Linked DNA regions of Sus scrofa: all the other regions are linked to region 3. Evidence: chromatin contacts called from public Hi-C and HiChIP or PLAC-seq data. All regions are on one chromosome and are shown on one strand. Each heading gives the region's core, a stretch centred on a gene start, on an enhancer-like site or on the middle of the called end of the contact. The rest is flanking DNA. Distances are from core to core; before and after follow the strand shown.

Region 1 (4,707 bases), core at 1,030-3,529, 140 kb before region 3:
TCACTTGCAAGTCAGACCTTGTAATAGTTACCTTATTGGGTTCTCTTGGTGGAGGGTGTGACAGGGGCAAGGAGAGCCAAGAATGCAGACTCTAGGTTTCTAACCCAGCTACTTCCACTTATTAGCTGATGGCTCTGGCATGCTTCTGAATGTTTCTGAATCTCTGTTTCCTCATCTATAATGTGGGAATAACAATAATTCTGCGAGTCTGCCTTATAGAATTGTGGTTAAGACAAAGAAGAAACTATGGGCAAAGGACTTAGCCCAGATTGTCCCAGGCTTGGCACAAATTAAGTGCTCAAAATTTTAGAAGTGTGTATTATTGGCATCAGAAGTTTGCTGAGCATTAAAGGAGACAATGTATATACAACTGAAAAACTACATGTGTAATGCGGAGGTAATAGTTAAGGCAATGCTGGATGCATTAATGCATAAAATTGATGCTTCTGTGGTTTAACACCATAGAAGTTGTTTTCTTGCTGATGTTACAGCCCACAGCTGGCATTCCTGGTTGAGTGGCCCTCTTCCATGCACCCAGCCTCCTTCTATCTTGTGGTTCTACTCTCTTCAATCTGTGGCTTGGAGTCCATGCCATTCAGCGGCAGATTGGGAAAAAGGATTGGGAAACACACCCACTTATTAACCCTATCAGTCCTGAGATTAAGTGCACCACTTTCTCTCGTAGTCTATTGGCCAGAACTAGTCACATGACCCCACCAGCTGCAAGGGGTGCTGGGAACTGTAGTCCTAGACTGATCAGTCACTTCCCAGCAACAACTCTATCCTCTTCTTGAGCTAGGGTGATGTTGGAGATGGAATCACCATCATCCCCTAGCCAGACAGTAACGAGAGCACTAATTCCCGTTGGCACCTACAGGATACAGAGCACCCCTGTGATTGTGATTACCCCATAAACAGGCCTGACTGAGCATTTTTTTTTGTTTGTTTTTTACCTTTTTTTTTTTTTTTTACTTTGACTGAGCTTGCAGCATGTGAAATTTCCCAGGCCGGGGATCGAATCTGCACTGCTGCAGAGACCATACTGGATCCTTAACCCATTGCACCACAGCAGGAACTCCTCAATAGAGTGAATTTGGTGGTACCACCACCTATGTCATAGATGAAGAAACTGGGGCACAGCATGGCTACATGTCTCGCCCAAGGTATCACAGGGGGTCAGGGCCAGATCCAGCACGTGAACTCAGATCTTAGAGGCCAGAGTCACGCGGAGGGTTCTACACTGGCGCTGGGGAAGGGGACCCTCCACCTCCCCTCAGCAGATTTCAGACACCAAGGCCTGGCTCCTAGGATGCTGAATAAACAAACCAGCAGAAGAACAAAGGGAAAAGCTTGTTCATTCTAGAAGCTCCAGTTTGTTCTTTGAGCAGGTTAAACATGCCCCTGCAACCTTGCTGACCCTCTTCATTGGCTCTGTAAACCTTTGGGTGGCTGTCGTGGGCATTTTTGTCCACCCAGCACTTAACCCAGAGCCAGACACACACCAAGAGATTCAGCATCTATTTGTTGAATTAAAGAAAACAAAACCTCAAAGGAAAATTTATCCAAATGACAGTTCATGTTTGTGTGCACGTTGGTGGGCTGTGGAGGCTGACAGAGCCTTCTCAAAAGTCCTGGGCCCTGAATCTTCTCAGAGCCTGGGTAGCGAGCTCTGTTGGTGTCTCCACTTCGCAGACAGGGAAACTGAGGCACTCCCCTGGGCTTCTCAGACAGGAGTCCGCCAGAGACCATGTGAGCGCAGGGAGAACCTCCTTTTGGTGGGTGGCCCAATCTTCCTTGGTGCTGGTCCTGAGTCACAAGGGGCTGAAAAGTGACCTCTGAGCCTCTATAATTAGGCCTGGCCTGGCGTCAGGGGTGATGGGTTTTCTGTCTCGGCTCATTCTGGCTGCGCGCTCACTCCGCTCACTCCGTGGCAGGCACTGTGCTAAGCCCTTTACACCCTTACTCTGACCCTCACTATAAGCCCCTGGCAGATGCATGAGCCTCTCCATTTTCCAGTGAGGAAACTGTGGCTCGGGAGGGGCCTTGCCTGAGATCACTCAGCAGGGAGGGGATCAAAGCAGGGTTTGAACCCAGACCCCTGCAGCTGTAGCCTTCAGAGGGTAACCACCAGGCTCTGTCGATGAACAGTAACTTGTAGTTTATTTGCAGATCAAAGCAGGGTTTCAACTGAGCGGGCAGGACAGAGGTGTGCTGAGGGCACTGACTGTTCTCATTGTGCTTTTCTCTCTGCCTGAAATATCCCTCACCCACATCAGCAAGTATCTGGCTCCTTCTCCTCCCCTGGGTTTCTGTGTAATTATCACCTTCTCCAGGAAGGCTTCCCTGACCACATCCACTCCCAACCTGCCCAGATTGTTTTCTTCTCTGAACTGATCTCCAGGTGAAATGATCTCTATTTGTTTATTTCTCGTCTCCTCAACTAGATGGGAACACCATGAAGGCAGACTGTGTTTCTCTTCTTCCCTGTGGCCTTGGGGAGCCAAACTGGCACATACTCGGTGTTCTATAAATAGTCGTTAAGTGAATGACTGATTGAGGGTGAGGGATCCTCAGGGGCAAGAAGCCACCGGGATGGATGGGCAGGGGAATATCTGCGGGGACAGAGCCTTGGGCTACCAGTGTGGCCTGGAGTGGGGCCTCCTTCAGCTCTAGGGGAACAGGGAGAAGGATCCAGGCCTGAGAGAGGTATAGGGATGCCGAAGGAAGCCAGGTCCAGGTCTGGGGCAGGGTGGCCTCTCCTTTCCCCAGCTCAGCCAGGGGACATGGGACATTGGCAGCTCCTACAGCAGAGCCACTTCCTGAACAGGGTGGGGTGTTCTGCTGAGTTGTTGATCTTTGTCGGGACTGGCTCCAGGGATAAGGAAAGAGGGTTGTTTGTGATGACTTGGCCAGGAGGCCCCTTCTTCAAGGCCTGGCGTCTCCATCAGTAAAGATTGTGAAGGGAATCGTTGAGGCGGGAGGAAGTAGTCCTAGACAGACTCCAACATCCTTTTGCTTTAACAAACACAAGATGCTTAGCATGGTTCATGGTGGTATTTAGCATGAATTCGTCTTATTCCCTTAACAACTGCCATTTGTGTCCTATCATTAACCCCATTTTGCAGCGGAGGTGACTGAGGCACGGAGAGGGAAAGCGAATGTCTCAGAGTCACACAGCTGGAGCTGGTATTCAAATCCTTCTTCTGGCTCCAGAGTCTGTGCTTTTAGCCCTGTATTCTGCTGCTTGATTGGGGCTAAAATACTCTGACTCCAAGACTGACAGGCAGTAGTCAGCGAAATCTTAAAAAGGAGTGGGAGCTTCCACAGTTATATTCTTACTCAGAAACCCAATATGCAAAACACAGAAGATGGGAGCTGCCGTGGCCAAAATGGGAATTGGGGTCCCAGAGACCTCTGTGCCCAGCCCCTTACTCCCCACCAGCCCCTGACAGCTCCTATATGGTGTTCTAATTTTCCCTAACCTTCTAAGATCCTTAAGTTTTCCGATAAAGCTGGAATCAGCAAAGTCTGTCCCCAGAGCAGAGTCTGGCCCACTGCCTGTTTTTGTAAATAAAGTTTTATTGAAACACGGCAAGACCATTTGTTTACATATTGTCCATGACTGGTTTTGTGCTACAAGGGGAGGAGGTGGGTAGCTATGACAGAGGCTACAGGGTCCACAAAGTCAAAAATACCTGATTTTAGAGAAAAAGTGTGTTGAACCTTATTCCAAAGGAGAACTTTCCAGGAATATTCCAGGCCTGTGCTATCCAATAGTTTAGCCATGAGGCACATGTGGCTTTTGAGCACTTGAAATATGGCTTGTTTGACTGAGAAACTGAATTTTTAATTAAAAAAATTTTTTTATTATATTTGATTTACAATGTTCTGTCAATTTCTGCTGTACAGCAAAGTGGCCCAGTTATACATATATAAACATTCTTTTTTTCACATTATCCTCCATCATGTTCCATCACATGTTAATTTTATCTAATGCAAATTAATTTATATTAAAATTGTCTCTTGCAGCCCCTGTGCTAAAGGATCCAACACAGGGAAAATAAGATTCCAACATGCACACCTCCTCAGAGGGACAATGTTCTGCAAAGAGACAGAAACGTGCCCACAGGGTTGGGTGTCCCGGACATGGCCCCAGGGTCTCAGGCCAGCTGCTTCAGGGTTAATGGAGAAGCAGCCTGGGACTGTGGGTGTTTTCTCCAAAGATGTTGTTTGTACCGATAGATCTTTGGATGATGCTCTAGCATTAAAAAAAGAAAGAAAGAAAAAAAGAAAGGAAAAGAAAGAGAGAGAAGAAAAAAAAAAAGAAAAAAAAATCAATGCTTGGCTGATTGTACCAGGAAGGGCAGTCGATTGGTGAAAAAGCTGCAGCCGCATATTGGGAAATAGATTTTTCTGCCCTCCAGACATTAGCTTGAAATTCTTTGAAATGAGGGACCACAATCTGTGTCAGAAATGAAAGATTAAGGAGGTTAATATGCTGGGCCTCCCCTCCTCCTTTTTAATTTCCACGTCCCGGGTGCCCTTGGCCTCCTGAGGAAGACACACAGGCTCCTTACACACTCCATCCTGTCCTCATTCCTCTGGGGGTTCACGGTGGGGGAGGGGACGACGACAGACGCCCCTGTCACCTGCTCCTGGGGCTGGATGCAGAGGGGAGGGGGAGGTTGTCTGGCTTTGTTCCTGGGG
Region 2 (4,249 bases), core at 168-2,667, 220 kb before region 3:
CCAGAGGCCTACCCAGTCCCTTTATTTCTTTGTGCCCAAATCAGCCAAGCTTCAGTCTTTTCTCCAGCTCTCACTTTCCTGTCACTTTGCTAAGTAATAATTTCCATGTCCAATTCCATTTCTTTTCTAGTTCTGAAACCTCTAAGCTATCAGCAAGAGGATAGTTCACATGAAAACTAATTACACAAAATCAATATTTAATCACAGACCAACAACCTGATCCTGCAGAAAAATCCTTTTAAAACTCCACTGCCCTGTACAAATAGTTCTTCCCAGATGCTTATTTATGGACCCCATTTTTGGTGGGGGTAATTTTCATTTTTAATTTCAAAAAGAAAAAAATATCTGTAGACATCCTCAACAGGGAGGTCCCATGAAGGGCCTTTGGATCTGAACTTGCTTCCATTCTCTGAGTTTTCAAGTTGCAAGTTTTTATTTTTATTCTTAAAGGGGTGGTGGGTGGGGAGTGGGTAGGGGTTATTTTCTTCAGGAGTCCCTTCGGAATCTGCTTCCCGCCTCCCCTTGCCCTAAATTGAGCCCATTTTCCCGGCATTTTGAGTTCTGGAACACCCAGCTTCTGACTTCCCAGCAGTAACTCTGGGGAGCGATGAATCCGCGCTTAAACCGCGGTAACTTTTTAACTCCCCGCCCAGGAATGGTGGAGTGCTTAATCTGAGGTTTTTAAATAAAAAGGGCTCAGGGGTTGGTTTTATTATAACGTTTATTTCATTTCAGATTTCATGCACAATTTAGCAAACGCTAGACAGACTTGGGCGATAAACACTTTCTTTTGTGGGGGGAAAAGGCATTTTTATACACCATGCTTAATTTTATTTAGATTTAATAGCGATATCAGGGGCACTTCAAAGAAAGTTCCTTTTTTCTCCCCTTCTCCTAAGAAAGCTGGTCTGCTAGCAAAATCGCCTCGTGCTATTTTATGGCAAGGAAAATTAAAGGCCTTTCTCCCCCTTCCTCCCCTACAAACGCTTTAGGGAGGAAAATACACACAGGCAGGCACACAGAATAAACACTTCCTCTACCCTCCATCATCTCTAACTCCCAACTTCTAATTGCAAGATAGATTGCAGCCTCAGTGGGGATCAGGAAGATCTAAACATTTTAACTAAGATTATTGGGATAAATATTTCATAAAGAGCAGGGCAGATATTAAATTACTCCTATTGATTTTGGTATCACAACCCAATTCCGTTCCTTGGCCTCTTCAGTTTAATTGATCTCTTAAGGAGGCCAACCTCGCGCCCGAAGAGGGCCTGGGCCTTGGCCCTGGTGCCTGGACTAGGGCGCTCCGGCCAGTCAGTGCCGCCCTCTGCGCGCTAGTCTTCTCCAGGCTCCTGGCCGCCTCGCTGCTCCGGCGCTGGGCTCACGCGACAGGCACCCCTCCCCCCGCCCCGCATAAAGTGGCCGAACGGTTACTGTTCTCGGCGGAAGCCAGCCACTGAGAACCAGGAACCCTAGACAGTGGAGATAGGGAACAATTGCTCCCTCCCTAGTAAGGGAGGAGCTAGCTAGCGCCCGATCTCTGGAGGAGAACCCTAATTTAGGGGTTCCCCATTTGCTTTTCACCTCCAGGATAATCCAAGGGCCGGCTAACTTGGGCGCCACAAGTAAGCAGACAGCAGTGGAGAGCCGAGGGTTCGCTCCAGGGCTGAAGAGCAGTCGACACTTAGCTGCGACTTTCCACGGCGAGTCCAGGAGCTTTGCCTGGCGACCCCATTGTCTGAACGCCCCGCACCGCTTACCGCCCACCTCCCCGCCCCCTGCCCACCCCGCAGGTCTCGCTTCAGTTGGGGGTGGGGAGTTGGGAACTGTGGTGAGTGGGAAGGGGGGTGAACAAAGCCCAGCTCCCGCCATTCTCCGCCTGCGCCCTCTCCATCCCGATGCTCGGGGAGGCCAGGGAGCGCCCGCAGCGCACTGGCGCCAGACCCGGAGGCTAACCGGTGCGGGGGACCCCGGAGCAGGCGAAGTGCGAGTTCATGGCGGGGGCCTCGGCAGTCAGCACCCAGGACCACCTTAAGAGCGAGCCCCGCCCCGGGCCCGAAGCTTGGGCTGCGCTGATTGGTGCAAATGTAATGGCTGAAATTGATTGCTGAAATGCAAAACTTGTTGCTGCTTCTCCGGGCTCTGGGCGAGAGGCAGACACAGAAAGGGGAGCCGAGACCCTCGGAACGCCCCACGCAGAGCCCCCCCGCCAGCCAGAAGAGGGGTGCGAGGACCCCCCAGAGCTGCCCCCGCCCCCTCCCATTCCGGGTTCTGAGAGCGCAGCCGGATCGCCTTAGCCTGCTCGCCCAGCGTGGCCCCCCAAACCCGCGTACGCCCCCCTCCCCGGGTCCGAGGGCGACTTGCGAAGCACCTCGGAGCGGAGGCAGGGAACCCGAGGCTTGGAGCGACCATCGTCTCGCTACCCACCCGCGCCTGGAACGGTTGGCGGAGATCCCCGCGAACTCAGAGACCCAACGGCAAAGGACAGAATCGGCAGGCGGAGGACGTGGCCGTGAAGCGGCGCACCGGGTCCAGCGCATCAGCGGCGGAACAGGGGAGCCGCGCCTTCCCCCAGCCATCGGTTTCAACCTCTGGTGCCCGCCGCCTCCTCAGCCCCGCTGAGCGCTCCGCTCGGGCACCAGCACCCGGTGATGCCGAGCGGAGTCTCCAGTCCTCTGACCCGGTGAAGAAGCAGAAGCCGCCTGCTCCGGGCCGACGGGGACTGTGCAAGCGGATCTTGCTTGGCTGAGGCTTGGGCTGCGGAGCGCCGGGACTCCAGGGGGAGGGGGGGAGGGACCGCACTGTCCGTGCCCCCGCGCCAGCCGCGGCTTTGAAGGGTCTTCCTGTCCGGCCCCTTAGCAGCTCCTCCACGGGCTCCGGGAGACTTCGGGAAGAGTCGGGGGCTCCCCACCCAACCCGATCGGACTTAAAAAGGTGATCGCTCTGCTCTCCCTCCCCCTTCCCGCCTCCTACCCCCCACTTAACTTTTTGTCTCTACGAGCCCGCAGCTCCGTCCTCTTCCCTCAAACCCACCCGCGGCCCTGCCACCCACCCGGGGCATGGGCCCCCCAACACGGCTCCTGGAGGCCCCGCGGCGCCGCAAGATGTGAGAGGCCCCGCGTCGGGCAGAGCGAGAGCTTCGGGAGAGGAGCCGATAGCCCCCAGCCTTTGCAAGCCAGGCGAGGTGGCGGTGCGCGCTGCGCCCCCGCGGTGCTGAGCGTCCCGGGGCGCCCTACCTCGGGCCGGAACGAGTAGCTGGCCGGAGGCGCGCCGCGGAGAGCAGGCTGTCATGCCCTATTGATCCCCCTGCCCCCCGCCAAGTATGTTTGGGCTGGACCAATTCGAGCCCCAGATCAACAGCAGGAACGCTGGCCAGGGCGAGAGGAACTTTAACGAGGCCGGACTAAGCATGAACGCCCACTTTAAGGCTCCGGCTTTCCACGCGGGGGGACCCCCTGGCCCCGTGGACACTGCCATGAGTGGGCTGGGAGAACCCCCGATCTTGGGCATGAACATGGAGCCTTATGGCTTCCACGCGCGTGGCCACTCGGAGTTGCACGCGGGGGGGCTGCAGGCTCAGCCGGTGCACGGATTCTTTGGAGGCCAACAACCGCACCACGGCCACCCAGGAGGCCACCACCCCCACCAGCATCACCCCCACTTCGGGGGCAACTTTGGTGGGCCAGATCCTGGGGCCTCGTGCCTGCATGGGGGTCGTCTGCTCGGCTACGGCAGCGCGGCCGGCGGCCTGGGCAGCCAGCCGCCCTTTGCCGAGGGTTATGATCACTTGGCGGAGAGCCAGGGGCCGGAGAGCTTCGGCCCGCAGCGACCTGGAAACCTCCCGGACTTCCACACTTCGGGCGCCTCGGGCCACGCCGTGCCTGCCCCATGCTTGCCGCTGGACCAGAGTCCTAACCGAGCCGCTTCCTTCCACGGCCTGCCGGCCTCCAGCGGCTCTGATTCCCACAGTCTAGAGCCCCGGAGGGTGGCGAACCAAGGAGCTGCCGTCGACTCGCTGGAATACAATTACCCGGGCGAAGCGCCCTCGGGACATTTCGACATGTTTTCCCCCTCTGATTCCGAAGGGCAGCTGCCTCATTATGCAGCAGGTCGTCAGGTTCCCGGTGGCTCTTTCCCAGGTGCCTCGGCCATGCCCAGAGCTGCAGGCTTGGTGGGCTTGTCCAAAATGCATGCCCAGCCGCAACAGCAGCAACAGCAGCAGCACGGCGTGTTCTTTGAGAGGTTCGGC
Region 3 (4,350 bases), core at 978-3,477:
GACCCCCATCACCTCTGTGGCCAAGAGCTGGGGGACCGGCTTGCCTTTGGATCGAGGCTGTGGCGGGGGAGAGCATTTGGCTCCATTCCTGTTGGCCTGAAGTCATGAGCCTGACTTGTTTGTATTGTTCTTCATGCTTCTTCCCCCTATCTTGGTGGTTTTTTGGCTCTAAACAAATCCTCTCCCAGCCAGGGAGGAGCTAACTCCATGCGGTCTGGGCCTCTGGGGCACTGGGAGGGAGGTCAGGAAATAGCCAGAACATTACACACCTCCCCACCCTCCGCTGTCCCATCTCACTTTCGTAGAGCGTGGAAAAAGAATGAGGCTGCAGAGGGAGGCTTGAACATTTGGAGTTGCTTCCTGTTTTCTCTCGAATTAATCCCTTCCCTGAGACGTCGTCTCTGGGCCTGTGGAAACCTGCCTTCTGGTGGGGGTCTGACCTGCCTGTCTACACAGGTCCGTGCAGATGTTCACACACTTGCACTCTCTGGGCTTCATGAGCCACTTGACAAACAGACCTGGGGACCCCTCGAGGTGGACCCCTTTCTTGCCAAATTCTTGCCATCTCTCAAGAAAGAAAGGAGTCAGCCAGACACCTCTTCTTCCAGGAAGCCTTCCAAGATGCCACCATGACTTTCTTTGTCTCATTTACATCTGCTCCTATCATGTCAAGTGCAGGACATGATAGTATATATTAGGAAAGAATGAATGAATCTGGACCACACTTTCATTATAGAACTGGAAACACTGATGGCTCAGAGAGTATAAGGGACTTGCCAGAAGTCATGCAGAGTATCTGTGGTTGAGTGAAAAAGCAGAACACTGGATCCCTCGTACAACGTTTGTCTTAGAGATTCAAAGAAACTGAGAATTCTTCAACAATGACTTCATGGTTTTATTTCTTAGGAACCACCTATGCAAAAAAGGAGCCATTATTTCTCAGACATTACTGATGGAGAAATTGAGGTTCAAGGAGGTTAGGGCTGGCTCAGGGTCATTCTGCGGGGTCCAGGATTTGAAAGTCAAGGTGGCTGTCCCAAAAATGGATTGTTTTGTTCAGTGGCACAGAGGGCAGGCCAGTAGCTGGTGAGGACAGAGCTGCCAGGCCATGGCAGCCAGGCCGTGAAAGCCCTTTCTGTCTCCATATCAATAAGAATTTCCAGTTGAGCCCAGGTGGGGATGACATGGCCCAGAGGGGTGGGATGCCCGCTGCAGCTGCACTGAGGCCCAGGAATGCTCTGAATCCCCTGTTGCCTCCCTCCTGGGTGGCACCCACATCCTCTAGCACACCTACGCCCAATCACACGCACCCCCCCCCCCCCACACACATGTGAATGCGCACACACTTGGCTGGAGGACTTTGGAACCCAGACCTCGTCTTTGTGTCTGAGGTCACTTGGTGACCTCTGCAGTCAGCAGTTACTTTCGTCCTTAAAAGGCGATGAAATTCCTAAGGACATGTGAAGAATGCAGTGTGATGTGTCCCTTTGCTCCCCAGTGTCAACTACAGTCATTGTGTGGCCACATTGCCCTGTGCTGCTGCCCCATCCCTTTCTCTCCTCAGTAGGGTCTCCTCCATCTTCTCCTCTTAGGAAAACTGTTCCCTGCACATCTTCCCCAGAGAGACCTGAATGTTCCAGTTCATCCTTCTCAGCCAGCCCCCGGAAGTCCCTGACCAGCCAGTGAACAGCTCCCCCTGGGGTAGATGCCATCACTTTGTCCAATCAGTGTGATCGGGGCAGGTGACATGACCTCAACAAAGGCTACCTGGGGAGGTCTAGGGTTGGTGGGATGGAGATCCTCCCAGAAGTGGGTGAGGATGGTCTGGCTCCCTGAAATGAGCCAGAAGCAGCCAGTGAGAAGCAGAGGCTCAAAGCCTGCTTTATCCTCTGGGCGCCTTGGGCCAAGTCCCTGGACTGACGCTCCATGGTGTCATTTGCAAGGTGGCATCATAATAAGGGTAGAGTTATTTCCCAACGCCACTGTGTACAGCCGGCTGCACAATTCAAGCCAGGCTCTCGACACAGGCTTGGCACCAAGTGGATTTTCAGGGCATGTGGATTCCCTTCAACTCCTAAGTTCAGACGCTGGGGGCGGTGGAGTGGGGGCGGACTACCTCCTCTCAATCTTTTGTTGAAGACAACTTGCCCACTGCTGACAGCAGTTTCAACTGAGAGGGTTCATCTAATTTTAAGTCCCAGTCTGCCACCGATTTATTTTGGTCCATGAACTGTTGCTCGGCACCTGTTGGCACCTTGGAATGCCGAACCCTTCTAATTTTAAGCCCCCGCAGGGGCAGGTCTAATTTTAGATGCCTCCTGTGCCAGGGGCTCCCAAGGGGATGCAGGCTGTGTCATTTGGAGCGCCTGGGGCAAGGCGGGTAGAGATCCGGGTGGGGACATGTTCCAGGGGGACTCGCACGACTCGCACCCCCTGTGAATTGCTATTACTTCAGAAGTTTTATTGCAGCAGGTTTTGTACCAAGTCAAATGTACCATCAGAGGTGCTTTTCCCTTGAAGTCCTGATGGCCAACATCTCCTGAGTATTTACTCCATGCTAGGCTCTGGGGAGGCCGAAAGCAAGATGACCTGGTCCTGCCTTGCAGAGGACTCATGGTCAAGTGCTCACAGGCAAGTCAGGCCCGGTGATGGTGCAGCGCGATCAGAGGCCCAGGCGGTGCCTGGCACCCAGCTGCCTTTGAAGAAACATCTGGCAAATGAACGAAAGCAATGCTCGTGGTAGACAAGCAAAAGTTGCTGGAAGAAGGCGCATTCTTGTTCTCCCAGGGGCATTTGGAGGTTTCCCAGAGGAAGTTGTACTCTGCGCTGGTCTTGAAATAGAGAAAGCGTTTCTCTGCATGGGGGAAGGAAGAAGGCTGTGACTTGTATTGTGGGACCCCACCTGCATCCCTTGACCCTAAGTATTTCTGGGCACACCAGCCCCATCCAATGGCCAGCACCGAGAGCTCTTTTTCTGAGGGTTTGCTTGGCCACCCAAGTTTGCTCTGCACTCTGCAGGGACAGGCACAGAAGGGCTGGCAATGAACACCCCTGGGAGGCTCTCAACCACCTGCAGATAGGAGCTGGTGTATCAATACCCCAGTTCCTCTTGACCTGTGTCTGTAGAATCTCCAACGCCCCCTAGTGGGATGGAGGCCCGGGTGGTACCAGCCGGTGACAACATATCCTTTCCAGCTGCCTCTTCTCCGCTTATTCCGGGGCTCCTGAACCAGGGGCTCCCGGCACGTACAAAGTAAACTACTCACCTCGGGGCCTGTTCCTGGGAGAATCCAAAGACAATGGAAGAGTTGGTTAAAACTTCCTTTTCAACAAGAGCAGAGACACATAAGGATGGCGGCGAACAAGCCACCTTCCTGAAATGCAATGAGGGACCCACATCATGATCAGGGTTGGAATCCATCATCAAAGGTCACCCCCATCCTGGTCTGGTTCAGATCAAGCCAGTGGGGGAGCATCATCATTTTCATGTGGCAAAGACACCAGGGCTCAGAGGAGTGAAGCCACTTGCTCAGAAACACAGAGTGCTTCTGTGTTCAGTGGAGTGCAGACTGGAGGCCAGAAGCCTGGATTCCCAGCCTGCCATATTGTCACCCCTATCTTGCTGGCAGTCTTTCAGTGCCCGTGACTTGGTTTCTCTACATGTCACTTTAGGGTGCTGTGGAGTGAGCTGCACCCTCCGGGGGCTGTTAACCCCTCTATCCCTCGGCCACAAACCACCTCATTCCATTGGGGCAGCTGCCAGCCCCAGAGACCCCTGGGAGGAGGTGGAGGACAATGGGGATGTGTGTGTTGGGGTCCCTGTGTCAGCACGGTCTCCTGTGGAAATAATTCAGCCCTGCTGGGTTGGGCTTGGGTACTTGGGAAGCCCCACCCCCGATCTGCTCTGTCAATCCCGTCTCCACTGGAAATTAGACCCAGAGGAGGATGTTTCTTGGGCCGATCACCTGACAAAGACTGAATTCAGCCTTTTCCTGCCCCTCCCTCCTCTGCACCCCTCCTCCCCTGAACTCCTCCTCCAGCCGCACCTGTTCCAGGGTCCAACAACACCAGGAGCACCCTCCCTGGAGAAGATCTGTTCTTTTCCAACTTCAGCCCTCTGGTAGAAAGAGCCCAGGAGGTCAGGGAACCAGAAGGACCTGGGTTCAAGTCCTGACACCAATGCTGATGTGAAGATAAGCCTGGAAAGCTGCCGTGCATATAGAGAGTGGCAAGGCCAGAGGGCTAGGGCTCCAGACACTGTTCCCTGGAAGACTGATCACCTTCCTGCAGCAGGTGGCTTCCAGGAATGTTGGGGAGTCCCCCTCTGTGCAGGTGGGAAGGAGCAGCCCC

What was found. Hi-C and Micro-C count contacts between places; a contact is called where the count stands out from the background. HiChIP or PLAC-seq counts read pairs in DNA pulled down with a chosen protein or histone mark.
Region 1: a contact with region 3 is called in a Hi-C map of skeletal muscle, with 2.8 times the contacts expected there. The contact joins two enhancer-like sites. A contact is called at or near these places in 1 of 47 Hi-C or Micro-C datasets (skeletal muscle) and 1 of 2 datasets of contacts at active chromatin or transcription factors (skeletal muscle).
Region 2: a contact with region 3 is called in an H3K27ac HiChIP or PLAC-seq map of skeletal muscle, with 5 times the contacts expected there. The contact joins the promoter of MN1 here to the enhancer-like site in region 3. A contact is called at or near these places in 10 of 47 Hi-C or Micro-C datasets (embryonic fibroblasts, fetal heart ventricle, fetal skeletal muscle and 4 more) and 1 of 2 datasets of contacts at active chromatin or transcription factors (skeletal muscle).

What each region holds. Positions count from the first base shown.
Region 1 is chr14:45,059,078-45,063,784 of Sscrofa11.1, reverse strand. No RefSeq gene overlaps it. Among named protein-coding and RNA genes, the nearest start is that of MN1, 81 kb to the left of the region's middle. Within about 2 kb of position 2,279, at least 1 of the 83 cell types and tissues checked has an H3K27ac peak or open chromatin away from gene starts, as enhancers often do. A contact at or near this core is called in skeletal muscle, where this site is marked.
Region 2 is chr14:45,139,644-45,143,892 of Sscrofa11.1, reverse strand. It overlaps MN1 (transcriptional activator MN1), which reads left to right and starts at 1,417. Exons shown (of 4, transcript XM_021072488.1): 1 at 1,417-4,249. The coding sequence starts at 3,323.
Region 3 is chr14:44,919,833-44,924,182 of Sscrofa11.1, reverse strand. No RefSeq gene overlaps it. Among named protein-coding and RNA genes, the nearest start is that of MN1, 220 kb to the left of the region's middle. Within about 2 kb of position 2,227, at least 3 of the 83 cell types and tissues checked have an H3K27ac peak or open chromatin away from gene starts, as enhancers often do. A contact at or near this core is called in fetal skeletal muscle and skeletal muscle, where this site is marked.